2 separate regions of the Mus musculus genome follow, and region 1 is linked to region 2. Evidence: chromatin contacts called from public Hi-C data. All regions are on one chromosome and are shown on one strand. The core of a region is the stretch at or near the end of the contact, and the rest is flanking DNA. Distances in the headings are between cores, read along the strand shown. Region 1 overlaps Sntb1 (syntrophin, basic 1). Region 2 holds the start of Col14a1 (collagen, type XIV, alpha 1).

The links. A called contact is a pair of places that touch in the nucleus more often than the background predicts.
Region 1: a Hi-C map of cortical neurons shows a contact between it and region 2, with 5 times the contacts expected there. The contact joins the enhancer-like site here to the promoter of Col14a1 in region 2. A contact is called at or near these places in 2 of 39 promoter capture datasets (pre-B cells and stem cell-derived epiblast-like cells) and 2 of 484 Hi-C or Micro-C datasets (cortical neurons and embryonic stem cells).

The regions. Positions count from the first base shown.
Region 1 is chr15:55,692,699-55,698,708 of GRCm38.p6, reverse strand. The region is part of intron 3 of Sntb1 (syntrophin, basic 1); the gene reads left to right. Among named protein-coding and RNA genes, the nearest start is that of Mtbp, 140 kb to the right of the region's middle. Within about 2 kb of position 3,813, at least 29 of the 459 cell types and tissues checked have an H3K27ac peak or open chromatin away from gene starts, as enhancers often do. A contact at or near this core is called in cortical neurons, where this site is marked.
Region 2 is chr15:55,303,907-55,309,486 of GRCm38.p6, reverse strand. Col14a1 (collagen, type XIV, alpha 1) reads right to left here and starts at 1,736. Exons shown (of 48, transcript NM_181277.4): 1 at 1,503-1,736.

The DNA of each region.
Region 1 (6,010 bases), core at 2,564-5,063, 390 kb before region 2:
CAATTCTTTGCACAAGACACACATATGGTTCTTCCTCTAAATATAGATTATGCCTCCAGCAATTTCCAATAATGGATCCTAGGAGGAGAAGTTTTCTGGATTTGTAAACAGCACACATTCTAAATCAGGCACAAGAGCACTACAGATGAGATTCTGAGAAATCCTGGGTTTTGAGAACTTATTCTGCCATGGCAAGACACATTACTGTAATCCCCTCATACACTCTGTCTGAATTCATCCTGGTCTGTAGAAGCTAGACAGAAGAGGGAGTTTTCATACCCCTCCCCCCACTTAGAAATGAGGAAACTGAAGCCTGGGAAAGATAAGGACCTTGTTCAGGATCAGTCACAAAGGAATGAACTGTGCTGAGTTCTAAGCTAGAAGTGGCAGATAAGATTTACGCTTAGGGGACAATAGGTGGCGGTGAGGTGACTTGTAGGTAAAGGTGCCTTCCATTAAACCTGCTGATCTGAGTATCATCCCTGGGACCTATAGACTGGAGGGAAAAACATTCATATCAGTAGTCTTCTGACCTCCACATATGCTTCTTGGCATATACAAAGACAGACAGACAGACAGACAAATTAATATGACTTATTTGTTTCAATTTTCAAAAAGATTTATGTCTGTGGTATGAGACTTCATCCTTTCCACCAAGTCAGAGAAAACAATGGACAGCTTCAGTAGGGCAGGTCTTATGGAGGACTAGTAATGGACAGCTTCAGTAGGGCAGGTCTTATGGAGGACTAGTAATGGACAGCTTCAGAAGGGCAGGTCTTATGGAGGACTAGTAATGGACAGCTTCAGAAGGGCAGGTCTTATGGAGGACTAGTGGAAGAACAGTAAACCTGGGATTTGAGTGCTTTAGTCCTTTCACAGGTTTCTTTAAAATGAACTCTTCTTTGTTTTTGTTTGGTGGTTTAGTGATAACTGACAAGAGATTCAACTAGGAACAAGTACATTGATAATCCTTTGATACAGCAATAACATTATTGTGTCTAAGATTACTAAAGAGCCATTGAGCCAGACTATGACTTGACAGAAAGCTAACTGATGAGGTAATGGTTTTCTTCCTTCAAAACCTTTTCTTTTTTCCTTTTTCTTTTCTCCTTTGAAAACTGGACATTAAAGCAGAAAGTGCTTTTCAAAGAGCCTGCTTTATTATTGTTGTTGTTGCTGTTGACATTGTTGTTGTTGTTTAAAGATAGTGACATCTGTCTTTCAAATGATTTCATAAGGAGAGGTCAGGAGAATTTCTATTCCTTGTTAGCACCCTTTAAAGAGCATGCTTCCTGGGTGTTAAGACCTGGGCTGTAAGTCAAAGATAACTTGTCAACCAAATAGGGAGTGTAATTGAAACAACATTTTGGAGTTAATGAAAGTATAAAATAGCTTTGCCCACTAAACTGAGGGGAGTCTAATTTAATTTTCCATGAACATCACAGGTGATAAGCAGTCTTTCACCCATCTCTGGAAGGTGACCATGGGCAGTTCATATCTGGTAAAGGGAAAAGGAAGTTGGGTCCATGGGTGGATGAAGGCTGTCCATGGCAGAGCCTCTGCATCACTTGCTTCTAAGTCCTCACTCAATGCTCTGAAGGAATAATTTTCATGTTCATGGAAAGCCCCAGAGAGCTGGGCTGATATGACTTCCACTGTTCCTCAGCCAGAATCCGCTAAACACAATGAGCAAACACACACATACACAAACACACACATGCACAAACACACACATACACAAACACACACATGCACAAACACACACATACACAAACACACACATGCACAAACACACACATACACAAACACACACATACACAAACACACACATGCACAAACACACACATACACAAACACACACATACACAAACACACACATGCACAAACCCTCAGACATACACAAATATATATACATGCACAAACACACACATAACTAGTGATATGGGCTTGGAGCGGTAGCTCCCTGGTACAGTGTATCATTGTTATGTGTAAAGACTGGGTCCCATATCCAGAACCAAACCAAGAGACTCATCCCTGGCCCCTTTTTGTTTGTTCGTTTTGTTCTTCCTGAATCCTTGACAGATTTAATTGTATCCATTTCCATTCATGAGGGTGACACTTTTTTTTCCTAAGTCATCTGATCCATGGGCCAATCTTTTCTAGAAACATACACAAGGTACAGTATTTTACCAACTGTACAGAGTCCCTCACCCTAGTCAAGTTGATATATATAAAACACAAACCTAGAGGTAAGTGTGTATGTGCATGCCTTATATCTCTGAGATTAGTGCTAATTATTTGATAGCCAGCAGTCAATCTGAGCACAATTCTGTCTCAGATACATTTTCCTTTGTCTCCATAATAGTTAAATTCTCTTACTACAGGGATCTTTAAATTCTACATTAAAAAAAAAGCCTTCAGGTATTGATATCCTACTTTCAACAGTTGATATTTTGTCAGTCTTATTTACTCTATCCTCCTATTTATATTTGGAGGTAGCACAGAGGAAAAGTCTAAAGGAAGTCTCGATTCCCTAGCATTCCACTCACTGTTCATCTTACTTGAATTACTTGCTGACCAAGATAGGCACTATAAAACTTTCTTTCAATGTTGTTATCCCAATTCCTCCAACCTATGATAATATTACTTTACACTTAGGTGGGAAAGGGCACTGTGTAAATGTGATTAAGTTTACGATCCTAAGATATAGACGGCCCATACTGGACTAGCTAGGTATCCTTTGGTGGAGGACGAGTGTGTCAGAGTTGAGAGAAGAAAATATAGTGGCACAGAACAATAGGAGGAAAGATACAGCATGCTGGCTGAGGAGTCGAGCAATGGAGGAGACTCTGAAAACTGAGAAAGTCAGGGAAACTCCCCAAAAGCTTCAACAGGAGGCCAGCATGCCAACACTTTGGCTCTAGAGCTTTTGACTTCCAGAAGCAGAAAATAGGAAAATAATACAGCAATTTCTAAAGATAGTAAAAGTTCATATACAAGCATCCATTTCCCTGCCTTCTATTGAAATATTGGGAAGTTGAGAAAGGCATAGTGACTCATGCTTGTGATGCCAGCAGTTGGCAGGCCAAGGCAGTAGAATCCAAGTCCAGTAGTCTGCTTACATCTAGCTGCCGATCATTGTCACACCTTGTGATTCCTTGTCTAAGAGAGTCCATGGTTAACACAGTCTCGGACATACTGCAGAAACCAGTGTTTGTATCCAGTACTTCCTCCGCCATGAACTAGAACTTAATTTCCTGTAGGCGGTTAGCTATATAGAAAACATTTGCAGTAAGAAACTCCCCACTGTGGTTCCTTAGGCTACTCTATCCATGGGCACTATACTGCTGCACATGTGAGGTGTGCTCTTTGTAAGTATGCACAAACCATTGAGCCCCACTTAGCTCTCAAAGGGTGTGCACACCTTGGAGCTGGGGTAAATGCCCCCAGTGAAGAGACTGGTGTGCTAAAGCAGCAACACAGCAAATGCAAGTCAAATTCAGAATGTTTCTCCTCCTTCAGATAACCAGCCACAATCCGAATATTATCCCTTCCATTTTTCAATGAGGAGTAAACATAAGTGACTAATTTTGTCACTCTCCATGTTATAAATAGAGGCAACACTTAAAGCTTATGAGTCATCTACACCTTGGTCTTGAATTACTTCAATCAGATATGAGGCTTGGAGAATAAAGAGCTTTGATTACCAAGAAAGGAATTTAGGAATTTGGACCAAAGTGCTGTCTGCTCAGAGTGCAACCCCATGTGCCAAAAAAATAAGAAAGAAAGGCAGACTGAGAAGAAGGCCCCAAGAGAGCATGGTGTGCTGCCTGGTTGCAGTGAGCTGGGTCCTGTGTGCTCCAGCCTGCTGCAGACTATCTTTCTGGGTGCCCAGCTGTCTTCTGCCCACAGTTTTCTTGATATTCCCACGGAATTCCTCATTTTCTCCTTGTGGAAGGCAATTTATGATCTGGAAATAGCACAAGTTTTAACTACAAGAATGCACACCAGTGGCTTTATAACGCTAAGCTTTTAACCTTGGCTGTGAAATGAGTTTTTGGAGGCATGATTTCTTCTGCTGCTAAATGGGGATAATAATAAATGCCTCAAAGCATTGGTAACATAGCACGGTGCTTACATTTGCACGCTAAGGTTGCCAAACATAGAATCGCAGACTGTATGGCTTAACAACAGAAACTTGTCTCTCAGTTTTAGAAGCTAGAAGTCCAAGGTCAAGATACAGACGAGGGTGTTTTCCTTTTAGCGCTATGAGAAAGATTATGTCCTGTGTTTTCTTCAATAGCTGCTAAATCACCCTGAGAATGCTGGTGATCTTTGGCTTGAAGATGTAGCGTCCTGTTTCCATCCTATTGTTCACAAAACCTCTTTGCTATGCCTAGGTTCACAATTCCTCTGGGTACATAAAATTTTGGATTAGGTAACCTGGCATGGTGAAGATGGATTGTCAACTTGATGGGATCTAGAATCACACTGGAAACAAATCTCTGGGGATGTCTGTTAGGGAATTTCTAGATTAAGTTAATTGAGCTGGGGAAACCCACACAAAATGTGAATGGCACAAACCTATGGGTTTAGGTCTAGGGCTGAATATAAAGAGGAAAAAGAGCTGAGTACAAATTTGTGTTGCTGCCTGATTCCTGTGTAAAGACATAATGTGGCTGATCAGCTGCTTACACTCCTTGGGCCATGACTTCCTCGATGTGACGGCTGCATCTCCTCTAACTGTATGAGATAAATCACTCCTCACCTACATCAATTCTTGCCAGGTGTTCTGTCACAGCATTATAACTAACATGGAGTCCAGCCTTGTCCTATAGAAACTTATCCTAACATAATAAAGAACATCCACAAATGCCCTGTTTCCAACAAAGATAACAATCTGAGCATTACCATCTCAGCTTATGGATTTGGGGGAACTGTGCTGATCTTGGTACAGGCTCTCTTATGTGCACACACACACACACACACACACACACACACACAAACACTTCTTATTTCCCTTCGATAAACAGAAATATTTTCCTAGCTGGGCACAGTGGCACACACCTTTAATCCCTTAATCCCAGCATTTGGGGAGCAGAGGCAGGCGAATTTCTGAGTTGGAGGCCAGCCTGGTCTACACAGTGAGTTCCAGGACAGCCAGGGCTACACAGAGAAACCCTGTCTCAAAAAAAAAAAAAAAAAAAAAAAAAAAAGAATTATTTTCCTGCTGTAAACCTTTAAGCCCCCAGCTTTATGTGACTCAATCCAATACATGTACCAAGTTCTCTCCCAAGCTGCTTCTCTCAATTGCCCTTCTAACTTATTACTGTTTTTAGAAGATCCAAAGATTTAACGAATTGCAAACAATCTCAACCTTAGTCCAGTAAGATCGTATAATTCAGGCAGGGCATGGTTTTAGAATTTACTTTTGGAATTTCCGGGGGAAAAAATGAGCTGAGTAAATGAGTAAACAAGATTAAAAGGGTGTTCACAGGTTGGGAAGAATAAGCCATTATTAGGTATTAGAAAGAAGGTATCTTCATACAATCCATAGGTCTTCATATTAAACAGTTCATGTTTAAAACTATGCAAAGGAAGTGGCCACACCCTGCAGGAAGGCCCAGGATGCTTCAAGGTGGTCAACAAGCATGGGTTGGAATCTAAACCCTATAGATGGCCCAGGGCTGAAGCTGAGTGATCTGGGATGAAGCTCCCATGGCAGTCAAGTGGAGATGCAGAAAGCTGGGTCTGGGAGATGAAGAGGATTTGAGGACCATGGAGGTTTCTCTGGAAGGACCAAGCTTCTCGTCCTGAAATCAGTGCAGTCAGGTTGAGAGCACACAAATTGCTCAAGGTGTGGATGGCACAATGGATGCACAGTAGAACCCATTTCAGAGCCCTAGCTCATGGCCAGGATTTCTCTGAGAGTCAACATGGTAGATTAGAATAGGATAAAATAACAATCCATCCTTTCTCTTTATTGGTGTTTCCAACCTAGGTCCATATG
Region 2 (5,580 bases), core at 487-2,986:
TAGAGGTGGAGTCCCTCTTCAGCAACAGAACACCCAATCTCTTTAGTGCAGCCACCCTGAGCCTGCTTGCTACTCCATCCTATAAAGAAGTGCCTTTGGTCCTTTGGTAGAAGCTGAGGCCAGGACCTCCAGTAACTGAAGATTGAGAAATCTCATTTTCTCCTAACCGTGGTGTCACAGAGGTCTTCCTCCTATTTCTCTTCCTACTGCTAGTGCTCCACTTTAACACTTGCTACCAGCAAACAACTCTGCAAGGCTTCCAGCAGAGTCAAAGCCAGGCAGTGGCGCGCGCACACACCTGCAATCCTGCACTTGGGAGGTGGAGACGGGAGGAATGTGAGCCCAAGGTCTCCTCCCTCTGTTCTGAAGAAAACTTTTAGACCAGCCTGAGCTACATACCACCCTGCCTAAATAAATAGATCTTTCTTTCTTGGAACTCCAGTCAGATCTAGAAGTCATGTTCCAGCAGTTGGCGGGGTTGGGGAGTTGGAAGCGGGGGAGGGAAGTGGGAGAGGGATTCATACCACTCTGAGAACTGCACGTGAGCATCTTCAGAGGTGCTCTTCAGGGCAAGTTAACAGCTCTCCTAGACCTTGCCTAAGCAACCCTGAGCACAAGACTAGCTACCCACTGAGCACCCAAGAACTCAGCACCAAGTTTGCATAATGACTCCAAACCGTGGCGGGTAACTAAGGTTACTTACTCGAAAGAATCACGGGGCTCCTCTAACCTAACCTAACCTAGCCCTGCTCCAGACTGTGCATACTGCATGCTAAAGCCCAACTTCTGCAGATGCTCCGGATGCCCACAAGCGGAACGCAAGAGGAGTTCGCAAAAATAAAAGGAAAAAAAAGTGAAGAAGGTTCCTGCAGCAGCTTAGCTTGGTGGTTCCCCTCAAAGCAGCAACACTGGGAGCTTGGTATCATTCTACTGTCTATGAACTCTCACTGGCTACCCCCCTTTCCGTGCAGAGCCTGGTCCACAGCTGCCCCGACGTGCAGCAACAGTCCAGTGAATGCTTGGATGCGTGTTCTCCAAGGACTGGTCTCCCGATCCACTGCCAAATAGAATCTAAACAGCGTTGTGCTCTGTGCGTACACGGTGCTTCCAAAAGACTCCCTAAGCCTTTACCAATTGAACTTGCTGGAGCCACCACTACAGAGCTGCCAAATGCAGCCAATTCCAGCCCGGCGCCCACCGCACACAGACACCATGGGAGGGAGGGATCCTCAGAGAGAAACGGAGGGCTCCTTTGCTGTCCACACACCCGTCGGTCACTAGGCGCGTTGCAATCTCTCTGCCCTGTGGTCCCCAGACAAGCATCTATCTGGGTGCACGGTCTCCTAGCTCACCCCTAAGGTCTCCGGCCACCCCGCGGGCACACTTGCAGTGGTTGGTCCTGGCAATCGCATCCGTCTGCAGGTGGCTCTCACTGGGGCTCTTTCTTCACCTATGAATTATGCAAAGCCGAGCGGGAAAACAGTAGGGAAAGACGAACTGACCTGTGCAGGGCAACGTTCCAGCCCAGGTTGGGGACCTCTTGGCGCCTAGGGAAGATTAGCCGCCGACTGGTTCTTAGCGAACCACTGCCCTGGCTCGCCTTCCCTCAGAGTACCCTTTCTCAATTAACTTCTCTTTCCTGTCGTTCACTCTGTCCTCTCCTTGTCCCTCTCCCGTCGCCTCCTGCCCTACAGAGCTTCCTTCCCCTCGCCTCTCACCCAGGATCAGATAAGAGGAAAGAAACCGCTGCGCGAGCCAATTATAAAGCCAAAGGTGGTGGCGGGGGGCGGGAAGTGGGGAGACAGACCCCCACTTTCCCTCCTCCTCTCTAGCATCCCCGCCCCGCTCGAGTTGCAGAGGAGCCCGCCCCACTCCTCCCAAGTTCAGCCCAAGGACTGGCAGCCGACCCAGGTGCGCGTGGCAGCCGGGTATAGAACGCAATTGAGGAGCCCCTGGGTCCTCCCCACCCCCACAACTAAAGCAGTGCCCTGTGCTCCCCCCCCCCCCATCAGAACCCCCGAGTCACTGGGAAATCTCCAGCACTCGTCCAGGCTCCATCCCCAAAGATGAGTTTTGCCTTCCCACAGTGGGTCCCCTCTCCCTTGCTCTTCAAGTCCTAGGGACCAGCACAGTCGCCAAGGGTAGACATTTATTCAACGGGAATCGACTGGAAGAATGCTAAATTGGAGGGTTTTCTTGGTCGTAGAAACAAAATATGGACAGTTTTATGCTGTTGGACCAGCAGATCTCCTTTCCCCATGCTCAGAGATTACAGTCAGTAGGTTTGAGCGAATCCGAAGGACCCATCGTCTATAAAACTCTGGGGACTCTGGTCTGTGCGGGCCACGCCCTTTGAGAAGTCCTGTTCTGGAATGGCTAGAGATGCTCAGAGCTCTTGGTGGCTGGGGACTGGATCTGAGTTCTTGTCCTCTGGGCGCTTTTTAAAAGGTCATCTTCCCATTTTGTGTCAGGTTAGCAAATGCCCAGGCGTCCAGTGTCACACCAGAAGTTGTCATCGGCTCAAATGGAGAGCGGGAGTTGCATACACGCCGACCATTTGTGAGAAAAGACCAAAATGACTGTGATTTTGATCAGTTCCAAGAGCAGGCGGTAGAGAATCAGTGAGAGGTACTCTCATACGTTCCCGAACCTGCCTCCAAAATGCCCTTCTGAGAGCACAGGAAGGGATGCGCTACACCATTCAAGGTGATTCCCGAGACCTCGAACCTTCCAAGCTTAGGCTTTCTTCAAATTTGCGTACTTCACTCCAAATGTTCTCCAAGTGGCCTCTCTGCGTAGTTTCTGAACTTCGCCTTAAAGTGAAAAGGATCGCTATAGCCTCCTCCCTGAGACCCCGAGTCGGGATCAGTCTTGGCTTCAACTCCGCCACAGAGAAAGAAGGCTGCTTTGCAGCTTGAAGATCCTTCTGTGCTTCATTAATGTGCGCTATTCGCCCGGGTCCCTCGGTAGTCGAACGCAAAGACTAAAAACCCGCACGCGGGACTGCCAGGGTGAGAGCGCCACCTGCCGCCTGCGTCGGCTTGGCGAACTGAAACAGACTTTTCTGGCAAGTAGGAGCCTGAATTCAAGGAGTATTTGTTCCTTGGATATATGTCCTTTCCAATGTTTTACTCCTCAAATGTCTATTATTATCCCCTTTTAATAATGTACCAAGGTGCTGGTGACCACTGTAAACACCGTTCTAAATCCCTTGGGGGAGGTAGTTAGGAGTTAGATATGATATGGGAGAGGTAGTGCATTATTTAATTATGAAAATCCAAAAATGGAAGACTCTCTGATGATCATAAAATAAGAAATACATGTATAAACAAGTATGCAGAAAGTTTTATTAGACTTTTAGACGGGGTTGACAGGAGGACTCCTGGCCAGCCATTCTAGCCTTATTATTGAGTTCCAGGTTCAGTGAGAGACTTGATCTCAAAAACTCAAATGGAGAATTAACTCGGCATTAACCTCTGGCTTACACAGGAATGCGCACTCACGCACACACACTTTTACAGTTTGTATTATAAAAGTCATATTTTTTATTGTAACTAGCCTTTCCTTCATTGTCTTTAACTTTTGAATTGTGTTTGTTCCTTTGGGGGTTTCGTTGGTTTTGACTTTTTGAGACAGAATATCACTCAGCAGCCCATGCTGGCAACAAACTCTCTACAATTGTTCAGCATCCAAGAGCTGGAATTACAGAATAGTACCCGTAGGCTTGGCTTTAACGTTTGAATTATTGCCTATTCCTTTCCATTGACATCAACTTCAAGTTAATGCTGAAACAGAAGGGCTGTTTTCAATCCGTGTTTCAGTCCGTTGTGGTTGGGAATGACCTTCCAGCTCTTTCAAATGTGTCTACTCAGTGTTCCTTCAGTGGCTATCTTTTTGGTGTGGTTTGGTTTTCAAGACAGGGTTTCTCTGTGTAGCCCTGGCTGTCCTGGAACTCATTCTGTAGACCAGGCCGACCTTGAACTCAGAGATCCTCCTGCTTCTGCCTCCTTACTGCTAGGAGTAAAGGCATAAGCCACCACTGCCCAATAAAAGTTTAAATCAAGACCATGTTTCTATATGCTTGCTTTCTTTTTGTTTGTTTGTTTGGCTGGCTGGCTGGTTTTCTGAGATGGGGTTTCTCTGTCGCTGTGTAGTCCTTCAATGCACATCTTTAAGATCAGCAGTCAGGCCGAGCATGGTGACGCACACCTTTAATCCCACCCAGCACTTGGGAGGCAGAGGCAGGCAGATTTCTGACCAGCCTGGTCTACAAAGTGAGTTCCAGGACAGCCATGGCTATACAGAGAAACCTGTCTCAAAAAAAAAAAAAAAAAAAAAAAAAAAAAAAGATCAGCAGTCAGAGTCTAATGAAGTATTGAGAGCTGAATCTTGGAAACATTGCAAGAAGCATCCACTTAAAGTCTTCTCTTTTGGTCTAGAAAACACTGTATAGTTTTAGGACTTTTTCAAAGCTAACTAACATTCCAGCTTCCCAACACAGCTGGGAACTTTGGGAATATATCTATATATCTGTTCCTATCGTGGGTATAATCCTATTTCTTTCTTAGATCTACACACACACACACACACACGGGGTGGGGGGAGCCAAAGGGCTCCCCTGAAGCCTTGCACCTTGCATGAAAACTTTGTTTTTAAACCTGAATTTAAAAGCCTTGTTCTTTACTTTGGCAAATCTCTTTTGCTTCTGAGCTGACTATTCCTATACTTAAAAAAATTCATCTTATTCCATTTATTACATATCTTAAAATATATATTTTTTGAGATAGTGTCATGTGAGTTAAATAACATGTGCTTATGGATCTAACCTATAATAAATAGAAGTTATATTCACACACTGGGGTTGTCATTTCCTTTTTTTAAAAAAAGATATATTTATTTTTATTCTTCTATGCATTGGTGTTTTACCTACAAGTATGTCTGTGCCTGTGAAGGCCAGAAAAGATTGCTAGATCCCCTGGAACAGGAGTTATAGACCACTGCAGTTAGACCATACTCTGTCATTCAGGGTTTTCTATCTTCTCTTAGTCAAAGGTTGATATAAGTTCCAAATAAGACTAACTAGTAGTCACTGCCTCAAATGTGAGTATTGTACGTTGGGATATAAAAGTGAAAATGATGATATTTTAAATTAATTTTTGGTTAGTATACAAAGAAATGTGACATTTTCATGAATATTCTTCATTCATCATTCATTGTACTATGTTTTTACACACACACACAGAGAGAGAGAGAGAGAGAGAGAGAGAGCCATCCCCTGTCCAATCCCACCCCTATGATGGTTCCCTTCCTCTCGTCAATTAGCTCCTACTTCTGTGTCACAAACCACCCCATCTTCCACTACTCCCTCCTGTTTCCCAGTCTCTTCTGACTTCATCTTCCCTCTCACCCTACTTGTTAATTTTCATGCCCTACACGCGCATACACATGCATGTGAATCTACATTCTTTTTTTTTTTTAAGATTTATTTATTTATTTATTATATGTAAGTACACTGTAGCTGTCTTCAGACGCACCAGAAGAGGGCATCAGATCTCATTATGGGTGGTTGTGAGCCACCAT